4 separate regions of the Mus musculus genome follow, and regions 1, 3 and 4 are each linked to region 2. A link is a contact called in public HiChIP or PLAC-seq data. All regions are on one chromosome and are shown on one strand. Each heading gives the region's core, a stretch centred on a gene start, on an enhancer-like site or on the middle of the called end of the contact. The rest is flanking DNA. Distances are from core to core; before and after follow the strand shown.

Region 1 (2,700 bases), core at 102-2,601, 670 kb before region 2:
TGGTCACCTTCCTCTTTAATGGCCGCATTCTCTATCATGACAATATGTCACCAGCTTCAGGATGTTACCATCTCCTTGATAACCCTGGGGATGGGGAGAGAAACAGAGAGAGAGAGAGAGAGAAAGAGAGAGAGAAAGAAAGAGAGAGAGAGAAAGAGAGAGAGAGAGAGAGAGAGAGAGAGAGCGAGAGAGCAGCTCGGTCTTTGTGTTCTTTTCTGGTGTTATCATAGGCTGAGTGGCCATTTTATCATTTACATGTTAGGGGAGTTTTGAACATGTGAGTCACAAGGAAAAGGAACAAAAGAGCCATCTTACCTTAGAAAACCCGGAATGGATGGGATGCAGGTTCTTGCATCATACACACACACACACACACACACACACACACACACACACACACACACACGCACGTCTACACACTGGTAAGAGAGCTCTATACCAACATCAACCCTCTATGGCTATTTGGTTAACACAAAGAATGGATTAGTTCCTATAAATTTAACCCTACAGCTTTATCAAGAGCAAGAATTCTTAGCTCCACCAGGTATCCCTGAATACAGAGGGCTTCTTAGAATTACTCAGGGGAGGAACCTGCACCCTTAGTGATCCCCACAGAAAAGGCCAGGTGACCATCTTTGACCTTGCTGCACGTGGTGTGGCATCAGCCTCCACAGAGCCTTGCATTCTGCTGCTGTTCACAGAGCAATGTGTTTTGCTGGGGAATAAAAAAACTCATGTACACAGTTTGGCTTTCATCTTCAAACCAAGGCTTCAACTTTGAACTGTCATAGCGTGCCATGTCAGCGTCCCAAATCCAGTGTTTAACAGAGTCAGGGAAGAAAGAAAACATCCATTCCCCCAGAACATCATTTCTACTCTAAAACAAGAATGTGGGGTGTTTTTGTTTTCTTTTGTTGTTTTTTCTATTTGGGAGCAAATGGAAGCTCTCAGCAAGCAATGTCAATCTGACTTGAGAATTGCTATCAAGAACCTACATCTTGTCAACTGCTGCTCATACGGTTGGCTCTCTCGATTATTTGTGCACTGCCGTCTATATTGGGATCTCTTCTAAGGCTGCAGTCCTGTTTCATTCTGCCCTGCGCCTCCGGTACTGGGCGCAGAATATGGCACAGTTGGTGCTGAACATAAAAGACTGCCTTGAATTACGTGGCAGATGACTCCTGCTTCCTTCCGTTTTCGCTCTCTACTGTTAGTGTACATCATTGCGGCAGAAACAGCACTGTTTCTGCCTTCTGTGAGAGAACAGGCTGGGTGTAGGAGGAACAAACTACAGGTCAGCTAGGGAAGACGAACTTAAGACCGCTTTACGCCTAACTCCCGCACATGGCCACCAGAGAGCAGCAGAGGACATGTTGCTGGTGAGGACCATTTTGTCCAGCCTTTGTCTTCCCGGCTCTCAAATTCCCTCAATTTCCCCAGCTTTCATCCTTTTGTTAACTTTTGGCTTTTTATGGGAGCAAGTTTCAGTACAGGACAGTCTGGCTGGTTTTAGAACAAACAATTCTTCAATTTAAAACAATTCTTTTTCTGCCTGTTTAATGTGAATCCTCAGAAAATGCCCTCTCTTTTAGAAAATTAAGTCTTTTCTATCTATTTTAGGCTAGAGCTTTTGCTCCTGGGCACCTTTTCCGTGAGATCTTTAGCTGATCTCGCTCCAGCTGCCATTCATTCTGATTCAAAATCCAGTCTGGGGAAAAGCTCTCATTGGAAGGATAATTAAAGTAGCCGAACAAGTCCATCAGTACCGGCTAATCCCAGTAAGTCCAATTCAGCTTCTATAGATTGAGGGATAAAAGTGTTCTCCCATCAGGGCCGATCATGGCTGGACGGTAGCCCAGTCTAAGGAATCACTCAGTACCTAAACACAAGGTCATGGAGACCAAGTGTCTACATAAGTAAGATTCCGTTTGCTTCAGGTTGATCTAGTTGCAGGGTCAGGGGATAACTGCCAAACGACGACAAAGGTGCACATAGGCTGGGAGAGCCTACACCTGAAACCTTGCTTTCACTCTTAAGTTTACTTCAAATCATGGAAAGTCCCTCCAAGTTGACACGCAACTGAAAAGAGTCCTTTTAAGATGTCAATTTACCAATTGCTAATAAAATCTGTCAATCCTGCTTTGGGAGCCAGATCAATGAGCTAATTGTTTGGTGCTCAATCCTAACAACAGGATTCCAGATCCTAGCTCACAGGACAGGTGTGTCTGAAATCCCAGAGCTCCTACTGTGTGGTGGGAAGTGGGGAAAAAGAAACTCCCAAGATCTCCTACTGTGTGGTGGCTGGTGGGAACAAGAGAACAGCCTTCCACCCCCACCCTCACCCCCAGAAGCTCACAAGCCAGACATCCTTATACTGAGTGGTGAGCTGGAGACCTTGTCTCAAACAAGGTGGAAGGTGAGGGCCAGCATCTGAGGTTGTCCTCTGGTGTCTACCTGCTCACTGTGGCATGGGTTTTACACACACATACACACACACACACAATCACACACACACACACACACAATCACACACATTCACACACAATCACAAACACATTCACACACACACATACACAATCACACACACATTCATATACACATACACACACTCATACTCACACATACACAATCACACACACACTCACACACACACAAACATGTACACTCACACAAACTCACACAATCCACAATCACATACTC
Region 2 (2,760 bases), core at 198-2,697:
AAAGACTGATGGTTGACTCTTTTGTTTGGTTTTTATTGTGCGTGACTAAATGTATTAGATGTGTTGGATCACAGAGAATGTGTGTCCGTGAAGCCCAGAGCTGTTGAATCTGTATGCATTTTGCCTACTAATATTGCTTGCCCTTTCCAAATACAAAAGGCCTCCACACTGGCTTGGTATCTGAGTCACTTTAATAACACTACAGTCGGAACGTGCTCTGGGAGTCTTTGGTAGGAAACCGGAGATCCTTTCTAAAACCTTTCCATGGGATTGGTTTTCCATGATTTTTTTTTCTTTTCCAAAACTATGCAGGAGAAGCAGAAGACAGGGTCCAGGAAAGGAGTTGATGGACAGAATGGTTTTGGGAATCACTCTTCATGACCCACCACAAACTGTAAGCAAAGGCACATACAATTATATTTATACACACACACACACACACACACACACACACACACACACACACACACATATATTACCTTGAGTAACAACACCCTGAGAACTGGATGAGGGGATTTATTTTTTCAGTTGTCCTCTATGATGCTATGATGGCTGCTGGAACGTGGATGACTCAAGGAACAGGCCGTTCTGCACAAATATGGCTTGCTTTTTTTTGTTTTGTTTTGTTTTTTGTTTTTGTTTGTTTTATCTTGTTTGTGTTGATGTTGCTGTTTGCAGATAGATAGGGCTGCTTCCAGATACCAGGGGGAGAAATAGAGCACAGACAGGGTTACATCAGCCTTACTGTTCTTCCTTCATAAAAAGAAAACTGAAATTTATTTCGTTGTAGAAGTATAACAAATGTCTTTCTTCAAATCTCCTTTTTTTTTTTCAACGCAGATTTTCAATTGAGGAAGATTATTATTTGGGGCGGGGGCGGGGGCTACCTTTGGCAACATCTTTGCTCCAGGTTTGGAAAAAAAGAAAAAGAAAACGGGGGTGGGGGTGGGGGGAATCCCTCAGCAAGAGGATTACTGCCGAGCTTTATTGCCCTGTCACAACGCCAGGTACTCTGAGTTCAAAACAAAAGGTAATGTGATTGGAGGGAGGGGCTGGCTGCTCCACACCCTCTCTCTGCTGTAATGCAGAATGTTGAAGAAGTCTGTTTCTTTGTGCCTTGGTTTCCCCGACTGCAGAAGGAGGGCTTTGAGCTAGATTACCCTTAAGGCCCCCAAAGCTCAAAGAAACCTGAAGCTCAGATCTGACCGTGTGCCTGCCCGCCTGCATTCCAAGCAAACACGCTTGCTCCTCCGAACGGCTGTTTCCCCCATACTCCTAATTGACGATATTTTATACCTGAACTTACAATTTCATCACTTTACCTACCCCATACCATTTAAGGTCTCTCCTTTTTGCTTTGAAGTTCAAAGAAAGAGAAGACTTTGTATAATGAGGATGGCCCCTTTGAAATGCTCCCTGCGCAGCTGCAGGCTGGCAGATTCCGCACTGAACGAGGAAGCCATTGTGATGCAGATGGACTTCGAAGTGCCTCTGCAGCAAGAGCATTTCCACGGGCCTTTACTGTATTTCTTCTATTATTCATAGAACACAATGTAAATGAAGCCATAAATTTTACCCCCCACACTAGATGTAGAAAGAAGATAATGGAAATTGTGAATTATGAATGAATCTCTGTTATTGTAATTCCTTAAGGATTCTGACGGAGATGATTAAATTCATGCAAAGACACAGACTGGAAACTTTCCCGCCTGCGTCCTCACTAATGCTTCTTGGAACCTCACAAGGAAGGGACAGACTAGAGAAGGTCTTAGTTGCCCATTTACCTGCCAAATGATCTCACAGATGATCTACCTAAGCTTGGATGGATTAAATAGTCTCTCTTCCTATCAGAAGGGAAGAATGGGGCTAGATCAGTGTCTCTCAAGTATCCAAGCCTGTCACTTGGGAGCCCAGGAAGAAAACCTACCCTGAGTCCTACAAATTTATTTTTTTTTTTTCAGGAAACTGGAGAAAGAAGAAGCCACAGGAAGGGGGAGGGGAGATGTCTTTCTCAAGAAGATGAACTCCATGTTTAATGAGTTCAATGATACAGACTGTTTTGGTTTTTTTTTTTTTCTTCTAAATTTGTTTTGATAACAAGAATTCTGGTCAATGGCTCTCTCGACCATGGTACACCGTCCTTCTAAATAATGACAGCAGACTGGTTTGGATAACGACACAAAGTGATTAGCAGCACTTCACTGGAGTGAGACCAAGCCTCTGGAAAATCTCAGCCTCAATCCACTTTCATCCTGTACCAGGCTTTCTGAAGGTTAGAGCCCCCCCCCCAAAAAAAAAGGAGATAGGAGATGATATTTAACAGTTCAAGCATCGTTCGGAAAGAGTTCTCTTCTGCAAAACCCCAAAATAGACTTTTGACATTTTTATACAAGGAATATGCATGAAGAGATGAAGCTGTGGGCACAAGCAGACTTCGGTTCGGAAGCGACTTCTACTCTCAGACATAAAAATCATTTAAAATGTAGGTGTGATTACACAAGGTAGGAGTGAAAGATGTTAACATTCGCCGCAACCTAGCAGATGCAGGGTGACCTGGGAGCATCCAGTCTGTACCTCAACATCCTTCTCTGTGAAACATCTGGACCAGCTGGTCTTCAAGGCAGCTGAGATTTAGTCTTTACCCGTGTTCTTGTGTTCCCATGGATGAAATTTGGACAGTGAGGTGACGTAGGGGCTAAGACACCATCCTGGGTTAAAGACTTGGGAAGTTCCCACAGAGAGGTAATGCAGGCTTTCTAC
Region 3 (2,700 bases), core at 147-2,646, 620 kb before region 2:
TCATCACAGTGGCTTAGATCGCGTGTGAACTTGGTGCTTGGTGCTATGGGAAAGGGGTAAAAACTTTTAACAGATGGGACCTAGTAAGGTATTTTAGGCCACCTGCAGTGTGTGTCCTTGAATAGGATTGTGGGGCTTGGGTCTCTTTCTCATTCTCATACCTGGGACCTCTTGGGCTGCAAAATTAAGTCTGTGGCAGGAGACCCAAAGCAATGTGGCTAAACGGTCATGGATAGAAGGCACAAGGGTGTGTGAACCCAGATTAATTTCTTTCTTTATAAGACAGCTTATCTTAGATATCTGTGTGTGAAGTACATATCCATGCTCAAGAAGTGAAAACCGTCTCCGTAGTGACAAAGTAAACATCTTACTGATAGGAATACATTGGAGACTCTAATCTACTTGTATCTGAATATTGTTGGAAATTGTGAGCGAAACATGGGTGCACTTTTATATAGCACTCTATTTCTTCTTAAAGGTAGAGACTGTGGAGTTCTGAATAGAGATATTTGGGTTCATGTACTCTGCTTAGTGAAGCAATTTTCAAACACTAAAACTGTCATCATTTCAGCATAGCAGGGTTCCTGATCAGTGTAACCTATTACTATCATTATTTTATAAATGTTTTATAATATTTCCTGAAGATGACCATCGTCAAGAAGAAGAAACATCTGCTCGGTACTAAAGTTGTCTGAGAATGCTTCACATTCTTCACTTAGTTTGATGGAAAAAGAGAAGAATGCATAGGGCTTAATCTTCACTCACTTACCTTAATCTTCTTACTAAAATCAAGATTGACTGGACTCTAGACCAGACCTACACATAAGAGAGTGGCAGCCATAAAACTCTAGAAGGTTTATTCCAAGAGGTGGAAAAGTCTCTGCTCGGTTCAAAACTCAGCTGCTCATCTAATGGCTAAGCAGGTTAGAAGAAGGCAACTTCGGAAGAACTTTCTGGTTGTCTGAATCGATTCAACCTTTCAAAATGACTCCTGAGGTTCTATCTTGTTTTGAGAGCTTATAATATCAAGGAGCTAGTACTCATCCAATGGTCCCAGAGATTTCAAGAAAACCGCAGGCATCTGGGCCAAACTTTTTAGGTATAACCATGGGGAAGGCATTTGGATAGATAATAGCTACAGGTAGAAAATAATAGGGGTAGCCAAACTCCAGTTGTGAGCTATCCTGGTTAAACTCCCCTTTGACATGCCTTTTTACTCAATCTCTCTATTTAGAACTCCATTACCCTGTGTTTAAAACAAAGGCAGCCCATTGAAAACAAGCTGTAATTGCAGTCTTTCAGCAAAACAGCATTTACCAGAACACGCCTTTCAGAACGGCACAATGTATCACCCCCATGGTGCATGGCACACAATTACATCCGTCACTGCTCTAACGGGATGTTCCATGTCAGCAAAGACTCATCAGCCCTGAAGTTATGAAACATGAATGCCTCGCTACCAGACGTTAGAACAAGCTCCCAAAATAAAACTAAAGATTAGCTTATCTCTCACTCGGAATTGGAGCTACACTGGGGAGAAACACTAATCCTTGTTTTAGAAAAGTAGTGATGTATTTCATTTATTGACAGGACGGTGATTGCCTGAAATATTTCTCATTACTCCGAGATCTCAAATGAGGAAATCACTACCAGGTAAACCAAGGTTAAACCTACAGCTCTGTGTGTGTATTTTTAACAAATCGGTGGCAGCGGAGGGGGGGTTTGTGTGTGCGGGGGTGGGGAGAGGTATGGGGGGGATGATAATAATAAAATAAACAATGACCATCATTAGCAGAGAATTATTAATTCAAAAAATTTTAGAGTATTTATTCTGATAAGTGACTTGGTCATCACTGATATTAAATTAGGTTTCAGAAAATGAATATTTCATTTTTAAGATTCTGTTGCTTGGAGACTCAGAAAGAGAGGGCTGGCAGCGCCTGAGACAGGAGAGAGGTTGTGAGGGCGCAATGTTCCCTTGCTCCTGGAAACTGCGGTGAATGCTTAGGAAACATGACAGAAGAGGCATAAAAGTGACAGTGGTCCAAATGGGTTCATTAGAGATACCGGGATGTGTGTCATTGCTTCCATGCTCAGGAATCCACTCTCCACCATTAACCTGGCATTACTCACACCTAAACCAGGGCAGATAGATCCATCCAACCAATGTTTTAACATACAAGAGGCAGAGAACAAAAGAAAAGCAGCATCAATAGCAAAGTGTGTATGTCCCAAGGAGGGATGGCCAGCAACAGCCGTGTAGAAACTCATGTCATCACGTCAGCAGGCTCCTCACCTCTCTGCCTATGTGTTTTAATCAGAATCACAACATTGAGCACTCTCTCCTTTCTCCATCCCTGAAGGTAGACTAGCTCGAAGATCTCTTACCTTTTGGGAATAGAGGTGCTTAAGGAGTTCCAAAATCTGTAACAATAGTACCATCAAAACTTTACCTGTGCTCAAGATTAAGCTAAAGTTCACTTTCCCCAGACGCCCTTATAAATCATGGTAGCCATCTGACTATGTTTGGATGGAGGAGATGAAGCCAGAAGCTGAGTGTGTAACTAAAAGATTTTGATTTTTACCTGTCTCTCTCTCTCTGTGTGTGTGTGTGTGTGTGTGTGTGTGTGGTTCCTGTTCACTTCCCCCTTTACCCTTCCTGCAGGTTGGGGTGTGAATGTGAATTTAACTCTGTGAAGC
Region 4 (2,732 bases), core at 229-2,728, 600 kb before region 2:
TGCTCGGCTCTAATTGCTGTATTTATTATACAAGGAGACACCGTTCTCTTCTATTCATTCACCACTTGATATGTAATATTCTTGGTGAACCAAGGCTGACCACAGCTGAGCCCATGCAACAAAGACAGAGTTTGAAAAGGACCAATGGTCAATGATGTAACGAGAATGTTGAGAACTTCCTACTCTTGATCACAGTAGTCAAAACAGACTTGTCCATGGCTTCCTAATTAAAAAAAAAGGCAAGGGAGAATGCCACTGTCTGGCTTTTGTTTTGTTTCATAAGATCTTATGCAAAGCCTTCAGTCTTTCCTGAGCACTATGCAAATCCCCAAACTCTGTAAGTCAGTTAGTGGACTTTAAGTAATTTTCACTGCTCTTGTGCATTCTGAGCTGTCCGTAAGAGCTAACCTTCACTTTAGGAAAAAAAAGTATCTTAAAGAAAAAGGTCTTTCACAAAACACCATTCCATTTCTGACCAACTTCTGATTAATTTACTTTCAAAAAGTGGTGGGCGGGTATAGGTTAACAGTGGTCCACATTGGCGCTTTTTTTTTTTTTTTACACATGTGGCAATCAATGAAAGGGAAAGAATATAAAATGTGTTTAATCATTTATTTTGTAAATTCCACTGTGTGTGTGTGTCAGTGTTTAGCGTGCAAATACCTTGGTTTGTTGTGAAAATGTGACATATTTGGCTCAAATTCAGAGCCCAACTAGCAAATGGATAGTGATTTCCATGTGTTTTGATGTATTTCTTTTCTTTAAATGCAAATACATTCCTATGTGCCTGTATATATGGAAATATGTGCATGCATGCACACACACACACTTATGATAGTTAATCATGAGACATTTCATTCTTGAACCTCCTTTTTTTTTCCACCTTAAACCAGGTTTACTTAACATCTTCAGTTTAAACATTGGTTTTACCAGGAGAACACAGAGAGGCAGAGAGTTAAAAAAACAGTTGCATCGTTCCCACAGTGGCCTTTAAAGCTCTTATCTAGAGCTGACCCCATTGGCTGAAACCGGCTTCTCTTGTGCATTGTACTAGATTCGGTGTGTCACCTGTCTCTTGTTTGTCTGTAGATTAGCACAGAAATGTCATTGCTTACTAAGTGAATAGGGCACAGCCTCAGCACCTGCCACTTTTAAAACTCTTTAGAGGATCCCCTTGTTTATTTTGTCGGCACCCCCCGGGGGGGGGGCACCGCCATAGCTGCATTGAGATAAACAATACTGGGGATGATTAAGGAGGCTTTTCACATGAAAATTCACTTCGGAAAAATGTTGTGCAGATGTACTGAAGAACACTGTATCACTAAGAACCACTCAAAATACTTTGGTGGACCAAAACACCTTTATATTTCTTCTGGCAACCTGCCAAGTTCACTGCTGGCTTGAAAAGAATTCTATAGCTGGAGGCTGGAGCAGAAACTGCAATGATTTAAACGAGAATTGGCTACAGTAGGAACGATAATGCCCTATATCGTTAAAATGCAACTGGCATCTTAGCCTCCCTGCAGCTCTTTGAAAATGTGCTTACTCTCTGACTATTTACAAGGGGAAAAAAATGCCGAGACAATTGAAATAACAGGAAATAAAAATTATTGTAAAGGGCCAAAGAGTATTTGTCAAATGATTTATCAGGAGTGCTTATAAAATAATAGCATGTTCTCAACTACTAAATGATTAAGAAATCCTTGAAGAAATTCTGCTCATTAGGAAACTCACCCAGAACACACAAAAACCATTTTCATGATGCCCTACATTAATTAATGGGGACTGTAAACACGAAAAAACGTTCACTTAACATGACTGGTTTCCCTTAGTGTTTAACAGAAACAAAGACAGGGAATTACTTATGTTTTTCTGGGTGATTTGGGCGGAACGATGATTTGGTCTGGCAAGCTAAGGAGAAATCAAAGAATCCAAGAGCTAAACAAAAGAGAATCTCCTGAATGTTTGCACAAAATAGCCACACCTACAGACCTAGACATATACAACAGTCCCTTATTCCTTTCTTATGTGGAAATGACTAAAATTCTTCTTTCAGTGCAGATGAGTATCTCCCCATTTAAATTTGCTCTTATGAGATGTCAATGGGGACGTCAAGAACAATTTGCTACAAAGCTCAGCATGGGAACCGTGGAGAGGAAGGACTCGATTTTGCTCACCAACCCCTTATCACATGCCAAAATTTAAATAAATCATGCTGGTATCCGACCTTAAAGGCTTGATGCAAGTAGTGGAGAAATAACAGCTGCCTACATCTGTAATATTGGCTTAGGTTTTAAAAAAATGGAAAAAAAAAAGAGGGTCATGTAAGGGAACTAAGAACAGTTGGGGCACCATGGAGACACTTTCTTAAAACTGTCCAATCACACACAATCTGGGGAGTAGGGACTTTAATGTGTATAACCCAAACCCAAACCCAACATTTCCATTTTCAGAAGCCACACCATCGTCATCATTAGATCATTTTAAAACAAAACAAACAAACAAACAAACAAAAACCAAACCAAACAAAACAAAACAAAACAAAAGGTCTCCATTGCACCTGGCACTATTTAGAGACTTCTTCTTTCCACATTGCTTGTGAAACATGAACTTGGGATGGTCTCTACGAAGGCCCCACAATTTCTATAATTAAAAATGGCTATTAGCACATATTAATAATGCATATGTATACGTTTCATTGTGGCGTTTTTATCCACGTAGATAATATATCT

Evidence for each region. HiChIP or PLAC-seq counts read pairs in DNA pulled down with a chosen protein or histone mark.
Region 1: a contact with region 2 is called in an H3K27ac HiChIP or PLAC-seq map of embryonic stem cells, with 8 times the contacts expected there. The contact joins two enhancer-like sites. A contact is called at or near these places in 1 of 39 promoter capture datasets (hippocampal neurons), 18 of 484 Hi-C or Micro-C datasets (DN2 thymocytes, the Patski cell line, the STO cell line and 12 more), 11 of 115 datasets of contacts at active chromatin or transcription factors (craniofacial prominence, differentiating embryonic stem cells, embryonic basal ganglia and 6 more) and 1 of 9 other capture datasets (embryonic stem cells).
Region 3: an H3K27ac HiChIP or PLAC-seq map of SST interneurons shows a contact between it and region 2, with 8 times the contacts expected there. The contact joins two enhancer-like sites. A contact is called at or near these places in 5 of 115 datasets of contacts at active chromatin or transcription factors (SST interneurons, differentiating embryonic stem cells, embryonic basal ganglia and 2 more) and 1 of 9 other capture datasets (embryonic stem cells).
Region 4: a contact with region 2 is called in an H3K4me3 HiChIP or PLAC-seq map of embryonic basal ganglia, with 5 times the contacts expected there. The contact joins two enhancer-like sites. A contact is called at or near these places in 7 of 115 datasets of contacts at active chromatin or transcription factors (cardiomyocytes, embryonic basal ganglia, embryonic forebrain and 2 more) and 1 of 9 other capture datasets (embryonic stem cells).

What each region holds. Positions count from the first base shown.
Region 1 is chr8:89,999,745-90,002,444 of GRCm38.p6, forward strand. No RefSeq gene overlaps it. Among named protein-coding and RNA genes, the nearest start is that of Gm24212, 330 kb to the left of the region's middle. Within about 2 kb of position 1,352, at least 8 of the 459 cell types and tissues checked have an H3K27ac peak or open chromatin away from gene starts, as enhancers often do. A contact at or near this core is called in brain, where this site is marked.
Region 2 is chr8:90,669,509-90,672,268 of GRCm38.p6, forward strand. No RefSeq gene overlaps it. Among named protein-coding and RNA genes, the nearest start is that of Gm35850, 70 kb to the right of the region's middle. Within about 2 kb of position 1,448, at least 48 of the 459 cell types and tissues checked have an H3K27ac peak or open chromatin away from gene starts, as enhancers often do. A contact at or near this core is called in SST interneurons, brain, embryonic basal ganglia and 1 more, where this site is marked.
Region 3 is chr8:90,045,550-90,048,249 of GRCm38.p6, forward strand. No RefSeq gene overlaps it. Among named protein-coding and RNA genes, the nearest start is that of Tox3, 300 kb to the right of the region's middle. Within about 2 kb of position 1,397, at least 8 of the 459 cell types and tissues checked have an H3K27ac peak or open chromatin away from gene starts, as enhancers often do. A contact at or near this core is called in SST interneurons, where this site is marked.
Region 4 is chr8:90,068,438-90,071,169 of GRCm38.p6, forward strand. No RefSeq gene overlaps it. Among named protein-coding and RNA genes, the nearest start is that of Tox3, 280 kb to the right of the region's middle. Within about 2 kb of position 1,479, at least 23 of the 459 cell types and tissues checked have an H3K27ac peak or open chromatin away from gene starts, as enhancers often do. A contact at or near this core is called in embryonic basal ganglia and embryonic forebrain, where this site is marked.